Linked DNA regions of Sus scrofa: region 2 is linked to region 1. A link is a contact called in public Hi-C data. All regions are on one chromosome and are shown on one strand. The core of a region is the stretch at or near the end of the contact, and the rest is flanking DNA. Distances in the headings are between cores, read along the strand shown. Region 1 overlaps LOC102159151 (a long non-coding RNA gene). Region 2 has its middle 64 kb from the start of MBL2.

Region 1 (5,649 bases), core at 1,105-3,604:
TTGAAACCCTCTGTCTCATCAGACACCCTACCTTTTTTCTTCTCTTTCCAGTCCTTCTCTATGCCAGCCTTTATTTCCTGAACTGATGTTATTTAAAGAGTAGGTGAGGAAAAGGGAAAGGAAAAGGAACAAGAAAATTGCTTTAATAAAGGACATTTCTGTACCTGTGTGTGATTTCTTGTCATTTTGAAATGCTTTAATTCATTTGTCACCTTCCTTGCCTGAAAAAATTGCTAGATCTCTAAGAGGACACATATCTTGTTTTGTTTTAAAGTTAAACGTCCGTAGGTTGAATTGTGATATCTAAAGGGTAGTTTTGGCAGCAATCAAGTGACATTTGAGGATGAAAAACAGTGGTCCTCTGCATATTCTCCACTGCCATTGCTATAATTCCCTCAGGTATCTTGGCATCCATCCTCCTTGCCTATCTCTGTCAATGCACCATGCTCCCTCTCTGGAGCTTTTGAGAACACTGTAAACCACATCTATTGAATTCATCCTTTTGTGAATGTCATCCAATACCGTCAGGTGCTCTGTAACTTTCCTATCAACAATTAACTGATATAAACCAATTAATCATAATGCACTCCTGAAAAAACTCAACTACCATGAGAGTCTTATCCATCCTTCCAGATAATGTGTATTTTCATATTTGCAATTTTACCTGATATCTCCAGGGTTTAGGTTCAACACAGTTTCTGATTGTTATAATAAATTATTCAGGGCAGTAAGAAAGAGAAAATAATGTAGGAATAGAGATGATATTTAGGTAACTTCTTTAAGGGCTCCTAGATTACTGCTCTTTTGCAAATTATAACATTAAGAGAGATCTAGGTTATCTGTTCCCAAAGTATTAGAATTAAAAAAGGACTATATGAGTAATTTATCCTAATGAATGAAAGTGATGGGAATTGAAAAAGTCTCTTCAATCATAGGTCTCCATTGCTTCTGATGAAAATCAGCTATCGTTCTTACAATTTACTTTTTTTCTCCATGAATGCTTTTAAAATACTGTCTTTGTCTTTGGTTTTCAGCTATTTGACTCTAAAATGGCTATTTTTTATTATTATTATTCTATTTGGATTTCACTATAGTACTTGAATAAGCTGATATTTTAAATCAAATTTGTAAAATTGATGACAGTTGTGTTTTAAAATTTCTTCAGGAGTCTCCTCAAAGGCACAGTGGTTTAAAAATCTGACAGCAATGGCTTGGGTTGATGCAGAGATGTGGGTTCCATCCCTGGACTGGCACAGTGGGTTAAAGGATCTAGCACTGCTAGAGCTGATGCGTTATGTTACAGCTGTGGCTCAGATTCAGTCCCTGACCCAGGAACTTCCATATGCCACGAGTGGATATATATATATATATATATATTTTATTTCTTGATTAATTCTTTCTTTCCTCATCTTCTGAACACTAACACTAAGTTCATTTATGGTAGACCATATAATACTTTTCATTTTTTAAAATCTTTGTTCTCTGTGTGCTTCAGTCTGAATATTTTCTGTTGCAGTGCCTTAAAGTTGACTAGTCTGTGTAGTATAATTTGCTTTTTAGATCAAAAATGGATTTTTATAACATTATTATATTTTTAAGTCTAGTTTTCTCTTTTTCATTTATCTTCCAGAGTTTCGATTTGCTTCCTAATCCTTATATATTCATTCATTATGTCTGTCTTTTCCTATAGGTTCTTAAACATATTTTAAATAGTTATTTTTTTGTAGTTAATTTATGCTAATTTCAAAAAGGTTTTCTGGGTTTTCTCTCTCTCAACTCTGGTTCACTTTTTTGTTTACTTAAATGTGTAGTTATTTTTATTATATGTTGGGCATTGTATGATATACTGTAGCAGAGTACACAATTTGTTCTTTGTTCATGCTGAGATTTTTGTTTGTTTCTTTCATCAGAGGTGAATGAAAAAGTACTATTAGATCACCAAAATGAAAGTACTGTTAGATCATCAAAAAGCTGTAGAGACTTTGTTTCTGGCTTTTTCTTTTTTTGGCAGTGTTTAAACTTGTCTTTAAATTCTTTGATACTTCTTTCATTGACAGATATGGTCCATGTACTCTCTTTTTGTTTTGCTTATATCGAAAAGACTGTGACAGACTTGATTCTGGTTGACTTCTGAGGCTAGATCAGAAAAAGTGATTGAATTTATCACTTGTTTGTTGGAATACTCTTGTGTGTTTCCTCTTTGGAAACTTAGGCTTGATAGGTCATGAAGACAAGCCAGTACTTCCATCTATTTCATTAGAATACTTGAAACATGCAGCCCTCATGTTAGTAATCCAACAGTCCTGAGGTACTCTATGCTCTTAAGAAGCCTAGGTCATGAGGAAAGCCCACAAATAAATGTTTCAGCCAAAGCCCCAGCTTAGGTCTAGCAATGCTAGCTAATATCAATCACTAGACATGAGTAATTCCATCAATTCAATTAATTCCAGTTCCTAGGTTCCAAGTCACTTTCTTGTAAATATTTCTAACTTTAATGTATGTCTAATATTTTCCTATCAGATTATATGTCTCCTTCTGGTTTAGGTTTATATAGCTTTTTCCTCAGAACCTATCACACAGAGACCTGCTGTTACTGAGGATATCTTTTATAGAATGAAGTTTAGTGCCACCACATCCATGAATTGCAGACTCAGCAAATGTTAATAATGATTAACCATATATTGAATTATTTGTAGTCTGTCCTCACGTAATGTGCCCATGTGCTCTCTTGTTTGTTTTTCCACTGAAGTTTCAATCTGATTTTTTGTTTGTTTGTTTGTTTTTGTCTTTTTAGGGCTGTACCCATGGCACATGGGAGGTTCCTAGGTTGGGGTTGAATCGGAGCTGTAGCCACTGGCCTGTGCCACAATCACAGCAATGCCAGATCTAAGCCATGTCTGTGACCTATACCACAGCTCATGGCAATGCCAGATACTTAACCCACTGAGCAAGGCCAGGGGTAGAAACTGCATCCTCATGGATACTAGTCAGATTCATTTCTGCTGAGCCATAACTTGAACTCCCGATCAGTTCTTTACTGAATGTCTTCTTAGAATTCTATGTATAAGCCAAAATTAAGAAAAAAATATGATATTATTGTAAGATAACTTAAATAACTTACTATTTAAAGAACACATTTTGTAAAGAATTACCTTTACAGTAAGAGAAACAACCTTATGACCATTCCCTCTTTTCTGGAGCAGTTAACATGAGCCAGTTTTGCCATACTAAGCCAAAAGACAGAGGAGGCAGAGAGGGTTTCTCCCTCTAAAATTTCATGACTAAAATTTTTGTGAAACTTTCTGGTTGGACAATGAAGTCTCTGCAGTGGTACTTCCTAGGATAGGAACTATTTTAGTTATATAGAAAACTGGCTGTCCCTGTATTCAGATGATAAATACATAAAGCAGTGTGGGAGTGAATTTCCCTCGCTAGAGTACTCTTACGTATATGTCCAGACTTGACACCAAAGGAATAACTATGGGGCTCATTAGAATCCTGTGCTTTTGGAAATACCCTTGCTTATAAACTGTTTTAATAAAATTTATCATACATCAGCAATGTATCTTTCATCATGCACATTGTACAGCATTGTATCTGAATAATCATATTTTATAAAAATCTGTTTTTTAGTGAACAATTTTAAGACATGCTATGAGAAAAATTTGTTTTCTTAAAAATAAATATGAATAATTGTGTGAAATGATCTTGTACCTAAATGAAATACTTTTTTTTTTTTGCATTTCAGACTATATTTACCATAAGATATAACTGGAAAATGCCTTCAAACTGATGCTAGATTTTACAGATTGCTGTAAGTACCACCTTGAATATTAAAACAAATTCATTTCCTCTTGTGACTTATGGAAATAAACTTCACTAGGTTATTTTTGCATCTGAAGCATCTCTATTCAGTTCAGGAAGGGAAGTCATTCAAGTGAATTGAATCTGAAATGAAAATAATACATAATGTCATCTTTTGGAATACTTACCATGTCTGACATCTAATGAGCAAGCTAACAGAGACATTTATCCTGTTTGGGATTTCCTGAAAGACTTGGCTATTGGAATACAAATCCTTGCTCTGATTCTTTATCTGCCAATTTATATTTATATGATTTTTTGGCAAATCACATAGTAACTTTGGAGCTTATGGCTTTTTTTTTTCTCTGTTAAATATGTTTAGGTACAGTATGTATAGGTATAATCTACCCCATGGATTGTTCTAAGAAGTATATGAAATTATATGTGATTTAATGACATGATTCTTGGCACACTGTAAGTACTTAGTTGAAATTAACTTTAAAATTATTATGGATAATTGCTAAAACAAAATTATGATTGTCTTCCCACAAACTGCCTATACAAAAGGCACAGTTATATTTGATGTAGAAAGAATACTTGGTTTGTCACAGATGGGTCTTAAGCTTTTGATTTTAACCATCTTTATGCTGGCTACCAAGCAGATGCCCCATTTTGCTGTACAACTTAAAATATCAGTTAAGACTGGCATTCTCATTGCTGATAGGCTAATGAAATAAAAATCAAGAAGTAAAAATATTTCAGTGATGAGATTACAGCATAATCTTTTTGACATTCTTCTAACTTGGGCTCTCGGGGGAAAAAAGCTTTAAAAATTATAGAAAAATAATACCAATTGCTTAAGCAAATACTTCATAATACCTATGCCTTCCAACCTTAAGAAAACATCCCCTAAATATAAGAATCTCAATACTTAAATGCCCTTCAAAAATGATTTTCACTTTTTGAAACCTTTTTCAGATTTAAAATTTTTATGATATTTAACCAGTGATTTATAAGAAATTAGTAAAAACCCCAAATGTTGCTTTACCTTATAGCAATGTTGTACCAGATAAACTTGTAGCTATCCCACGATACAAATTCAACAAATCATGTAAAGTATCCTTTATTTTTTTTCAGTAAAGAGAAGCATGCCTGGAAATTGCTTATCTATAAAAAATATTTGGTGGCAGATAAAGTAATAACTGATGACACTTGTTCAAGGCATCTTTTCAGAGATGTAACAGTAAGATTTATGTAATCTCACTGACAGCTCTGCAAGATTATAAATTAAGCAATCAGATGCTAGTGTGCCTAAGAATTGCTAACATCCATCCTAGTTGGAATTTTCCATAAAAAATGTTTTCTCTTATAAAACTAAATATTTCCTGTTTGATTAATATTACATTTAAAATTTGTTTTAGGTTATCATTTTGGGGTAAAAAATTGCTTATATTTTTTATTGCAGAAGATACTTGGGTTTTTCTCATTTTTTTTCTATCTTCAATCTTGATAACCTACAACCTATGATTAAAGAACTTCTGGCTTCCTTCCTAGTAATCTACATATTTTCCTCAAACTTTTTTTTCATGCCTGATTCTGATGCCAGTCACATCTTTCTAATCATTTAGTTTTCAAAAATTTTTGAATTTACGTGTTTAGGGATTTAAGTTTTATAATTTCATTGTATTATTATTATAATTATCATTAAATCTTCAAACAACTGAGCAAGTTAGTTATTTTTTTCCTTTTTATAGATGTGGGAATAAAGCTCTGAGAATTTATAAAATTTGCCTGTGGTCTATAGATAATAAATTGTGTGGGAGAAAAACTGAAAATAAGCTGGAA
Region 2 (5,649 bases), core at 2,124-4,623, 590 kb before region 1:
TCATTAGTCAAACTCAGAGCAGTTTCTTAGATCTGTTAGCATAATTTCTTATTTGTTTTTGAGCAAGCTTGGGTTTTCAGGAACTGGAGGAATCATAGACAGAGGGTTAGAGTTGGAAAGAATTTGAGTTTCAGAAACAAATGACAAGTGGAAAATGATGGAACAGGAAAAGTTGTGTTCAGCTGCTGGCATGTCTCTTCTCTGATCACTCTCCAGCCTCAGCACAGCCCTTTTGTTGTCAGCAAAACCCCTCAATACTTATGCAGCCCCTTTCTTATGAGAACTTGCCTTCAGACAACTGCCTATAAATTCCAGCATACTTAAGTATGATTGACCAGTAGTTGGGAGGGCAAATACAAATTATAAATGAGAGGCTTAATTCTCTCCATTGAAAATAACAGAAGAGACTTCTCCCCTCCACCTTTTCCTAGAGCATTTACTTTAGATACCTTGTAATTTTAAATTCTTTTCCCATCTCTTTGAAATGTATGTAAAATAAGCCTCTTGTCAGGAATTCTCTCTCAAGGACCTGGGAACCATCTCTTTCAATGAAATCAATTAAGGAAGATAATATCCCAATCTCCCAGTTTCTGTAGGAAGGTGGGAATCTTCAGTGAGTGCTTCACTCCAAGCTGCTAAGTTACCTCCTTTATAAATATATGTTTACTTTTCCTTTGGATATAGCCAATTGACAAACAGATGGACACTGGCAATTACCAGGTGAATTTAGAATGAACTATTTGTGACAAATGGTGCTGCTAAGTTCTATTACTTGAGGACTAGTTATTTGTTGTGTTGAGTACATGTATGTGATGGGTTGTATATGCCCAGCTACACAGAAGGGTGAGCTTTCTGCCTTTGCAATCTACCTGTAACACTCATCATATTCTGATTTAATGCTTATTCAGCAATAAAATTGTTTTATTTCTCTTTTACCTTTGTGAAGAGGTTTTCTGGGTTGGGAGGAGATTTTGTTTCAAATTTTATTTCCCTGATATAGTATACTCTCGGCTTAGAGGCATCTGTATTTTAATTGGAGCTAAACTTGAACAATTTAAACATGAATTACTTACTATAGTAAACTGAGATGGGAAGTTCATCAGGAAGACTGGGACTAGACATGACCAAGGAATACTTGAAGTTCTACCTAATAGCCAGTTTCTTGGAGGTGAAGAATGCTTTCTTGAGATAAAACAACTGCCCTCCAGTATCTGACTCCTGCTTGGGGAATGCATTCCAAACATTAAAAGAGCAACTTGGGAGTTCCCGTTGTGGCTCAGTGGTAAGGAACCCAACTAGTATCCATGAGGATGTGGGTTTGATCCCTGGCCTTGCTCAGTGGGTTGAAAGATCTGGCGCTGCCGGGAGCTGCGGTGTAGGTCACAGATGCGGCTTGGATCCTGTGTTGCTGTGGCTGTGGTGTAGGCCAGCAGCTATAGCTCTGATTAAACCCCTAGCCCGGGAACTTCCAGAGAGCAACTTACCCTTGTTCACAGGACTTTTTCTGGACTGCAAATCTGATACTGCTGCCCCTTCTAAATTTAAATATTTTCATTAACAAAAGAAACACACACTAAAGATAACATATATGGTGAGGAGCTCAAATATTTCTTTTCCTGGGTCCCTTTCAAGCTTCTCCAGGCAATCTTCCCTAAATTTTGGTGGCACTCAAAGAGTGTACTGGCTACTGATGATATCATACATTAGGTTTATGTGCCTTTCAGTTCAGAAACCATATCTTATTAATCTCTGTTCCCTAAATGTCTGGGCACATGGTGATTGTTCATTAGGTATTTGGACAAATGAATATATAGGGGACTTCAAATGTACAAGGTATTGTAAAACACAATAAGGAATATATAGAAAAAAAAAAGCTAATGATCCTTGAGTTTTTACATAATTAATATTGAAAAAGCCTGACTCATGGGAGGCAAGGGCTGCATAACTTTATCTTTCACTCTCACTCCTAAATCTTCTCTGTTGGGATATTTCTTTACCTTCCCCATATCTTTTCTGGCTATAATTGGGCATACAAATTACTGAGTTATAATTACCATCTTCATTCTCATAGTTGCTTTGAATTTGTTATCATTGAGGTTTCTCCTTCTCTCCAGCTCAGATCTGACAAGAAGGTGCACATTCTTAGTCATGGAAGAGGGGTTGGTCACCTTCTCTTCTCTTACTTCACATGAGATTTCACCTACTTGGGATTTTATTTGTGTGTAGTTATGGGACGCTCTTAGATTGAATTTCCTCTGGTCGTGCCAGACTTAGCAAGAGGCAACTTAATTGTTTTAGTCGTTCAGGTAAAAAAGTTTGGAGTTATCCGTGACACGTTTTTTCCATGTGCCATCCAATTCTTCAGAAAATCCTTCAAAGTACTCCCACATCTAGCTATTTCACTGGCAAACGCCACACCTCACCTTTTTAAACTGTTGCACTTGTTCTCCCAGTGCTTTTCGTTCTCCACCTGTGGCTACTTTCCACATAGTACGCTGAGAGATCCTTTTAATATGCCAGATTACACCATTTAATTATTCTATTCTAAAACACCGAAAATTTCCCATTTTTCTTAGTTATGGCTGTTTAGGCCAGCTGATTTGAGAAGAGTAGGTACAACTGTGTCTTGTGACTCTGAATGTGTGTTTTTGCAGATAACAAATCCCAGTAGAAAAAGGATTAGGAGATGGTCATTTCTCCAGTTACCCTCTAGATGGCGCTGTGGTGCCGCTCAAATTTCTGTCCTGGTTTTGATTTTCTTGAGGCGCGGATAGCGCAGTCATTTCAAGCAGAACACCTTTTCAGGCAGCCTGTGCTAAAATGTACGGAATTTTCTGCTCTTTTCCCTTCTTTCCTCTTCTTCTCACTCGAATTTTTTAAAAAGGAACAAATTGTAGCTTAAAAGAAATAAATTGGAAAGGTTCTGAAGGGGCTGGATTCTCTGAGAAACAGTTTGAATTGTCTGCTGTTTGAGAACGGAGAATAAGCAGGATTCACGTCCAGGGGGTTGGACGATCCCGGCGGGGTGCTGAGGGGAGAGCACTGGAGCCCCACCCACCCGGACTCCCTTGAGGGGCTTGTGATTTAGAGCCCAGGGTAGCCTGATCAAGAGGCATTGGCATTGGGGGAAAAAAGTCCCTAAAAAGTTTCATTCCAATTTGTCACTTTTTACAAAATGTCGTCTTTTCTCTGAGGACAAGCTTCTGCAAACGCAGAAATTAAGGGTTTGTCAGAAGGCGGCCAAAGTGAGCAGGTGTGTGCTGTTGATAGCGACTGCGCGTTTAGGGAGGCAGCTCCGGGCCCGGGGCCGAGGGGGAACTGAGCCTGCGCCCACGGGGGCGGGGGCGGGTCCACTGTGGCGTGGTGGAAAGGAGAGAGCGGAGGGCAATTGCGAGCCTGAGGAGGTACCTTCCTGAGGCCCGGGGGTAGGGCGTGTTGGGACCCGGGGCCCCCAGCGGCTCTAGACGGCTGCTAGCCAAAGGAGGACCTGGAGTGGCGGCGCAGAGAGCGCGTCCCGCCAGAGGACAGCCCCTCTGCTTGTCTCCCGAGGCCGGCGCGAGAGAACCGCCGAGCCCGCCCGGGCCTGCACCTGGCGAGGCTTCTTCAGGTGGGGCGGGGAGACCGCAGGAATTCACGCACGTTTAGGACGGGAGACACCAGAGCGGCGCTATTGGTTGTGTCCCGGGATGGAAACAGTCACCACAGCTCCTCTTCGCAGCTCTTTTCTCTTTCAGTGTTTCCTGTGGAGGGCGGAAGTCTCCCTGAATTTCCCCTGGGTCGTGCCCCCTGCATGGTTTGGGCAACCCAGAGGAAAACGAAATTGTGAGCCACTTGTTTAAAATGTAAAAATTTCAAGGCGGTGGCAGCAGAGCATTAAAAACAAATGTCTTAACAGGTGTCACTTAGGGGCCCTATGTGACTACTAAGGTGACACCCATCAAGCCTTGACTCCAGCTCTGCCTCTGGGCACCCCTTTTCCGGTGTTCAACCAGGTGTGCCTTTAGCTTCATCTCTCTTACTTAAGCCTTTGCGGACATTGTTGTTCTATCTTAGACCTATAGGGGGAACACTATCAACAAGACGTGAAAAGAGCCGCTAACTTGGTAGAAACCATGCTCCTAACCCCTCTTCTCATTCCTGTTAATTTAATGTCTGTCTTTGTATCTTTCAAAGGAGCGTCCTCAAAATCAAGCGTTTCTGAAGCCCGGGACAGATGCTTTCTGTGTTGTTCTAAAACACGCTTGTAAGGAGGAGAATCCTCGGTTCAGAAGAGCTGAGGAGAGGCCACAGTTGAACTCAGACACCAGGAGAGAGAGGCTTTGAATCTGCCTGAAAGCCATCCTATTTTTTGCTGACAATGTGCAGGTATTTGGCTCTTTTTAATGTAAGGAAAAGATGTTAAGTTTCAAAAATGGCTTGGTTTTTGATTTAGAGTCTTCCAAATTATTTTCCTTCTCCCTTTTCAATGAAATTTATTTAACTTTTTGCCATAAATTAAGTCAATTGATTTACTCTTCTTCGATTACAAGGGAATAAGCATGTTTCATTGCTATAATCAATTTTTATAATCACACCACCCTCACACATAAGATTTCATGGAGCAGTTATAGCACCCTGTGAGTAGACCCTCAGCTGCCATTTTTCCAGAAGAAGGATGAAAGCTCAAGAAGGTAAAGTGAATGATCCAAGATCACACAGCTAGGAGTAAGTGGAGACCGGAAATTGGATTCTTAGGTTCTTGCAGATCCTTTGTTTCCAAATCCATACCTGTCTCACTGTATCATGATGCCTTTCAACAGATAGTCTCTTGGTTTACAGATATAGAAGTTTAGGGTTTAATCCCTTTTTGGAGCCTCTACTTTTTGTAGCCAGAGATAGTTTCAATATAGTTTAAAATAAAATTCAGTCAGCATTATCTTCCTCTTGAAAACATTCAGTTAGTGGTCAAAGAGTGGGATAGTTTGGCCTAATTTTCAGGACAGTTCCGCAGGAAGAGATCCATGTTAAACAATATCAAACGTATGCTTCACTGTGTCTTCTCCCATTAGCCAACATCTATTAATATATACAGTCCTTTCTGTATAAACATACACAGAATTATCTCAACAATTCATCACTGACTTTTTATGTCTAGCATGATCTGTTGGTATTTCAGAGATCCGGTTCCAATAAGTAAGATGATCTGTAAAAAAAAAAAAAATAGTATGTGAGAGACTTTTAATTCATTTATCATTATTTCATACACTCACAAATATTTACTAACCTATATTTCTTCCCTAGATATGGGTAATATGACAGGAGAAAACGCAAATGACATCACTGTTCTCCTGCAACTTATATTCTGAGGAGGAATATAGAAAACTGTTAATGAAGGCATAGATCAGAAGGTTATAATAAGGTCAATGAAGAAAAAGAAGGGACAGTAAGGATATGGAAGGACATGGGAATTGGGTCTCATTTAGTGGAGGTGTTTTTACTGAGGTGACCATTGGCTAGAGTCTCAAATGAATTGGGAGAATAATAAATAAACTTTAGTTATGGTTTCTCTCTTTTTGCTTGTCAGGTGCTAGAGTCTCAAATGAATTGGGAGAATAATAAATAAACTTTAGTTATGGTTTCTCTCTTTTTGCATGTCAGGTGCATCACTCT

Evidence for each region. A called contact is a pair of places that touch in the nucleus more often than the background predicts.
Region 2: a Hi-C map of liver shows a contact between it and region 1, with 4 times the contacts expected there. The contact joins two enhancer-like sites. A contact is called at or near these places in 1 of 5 promoter capture datasets (liver) and 6 of 47 Hi-C or Micro-C datasets (embryonic fibroblasts, fetal heart ventricle, fetal liver and 2 more).

Annotation. Positions count from the first base shown.
Region 1 is chr14:96,450,311-96,455,959 of Sscrofa11.1, reverse strand. LOC102159151 (a long non-coding RNA gene) reads left to right here. Exons shown (of 5, transcript XR_002338569.1): 4 at 3,749-3,814; 5 at 4,187-5,649. Among named protein-coding and RNA genes, the nearest start is that of MBL2, 650 kb to the left of the region's middle. Within about 2 kb of position 2,354, at least 1 of the 83 cell types and tissues checked has an H3K27ac peak or open chromatin away from gene starts, as enhancers often do. A contact at or near this core is called in liver, where this site is marked.
Region 2 is chr14:97,036,670-97,042,318 of Sscrofa11.1, reverse strand. No RefSeq gene overlaps it. Among named protein-coding and RNA genes, the nearest start is that of MBL2, 64 kb to the left of the region's middle. Within about 2 kb of position 3,373, at least 24 of the 83 cell types and tissues checked have an H3K27ac peak or open chromatin away from gene starts, as enhancers often do. A contact at or near this core is called in liver, where this site is marked.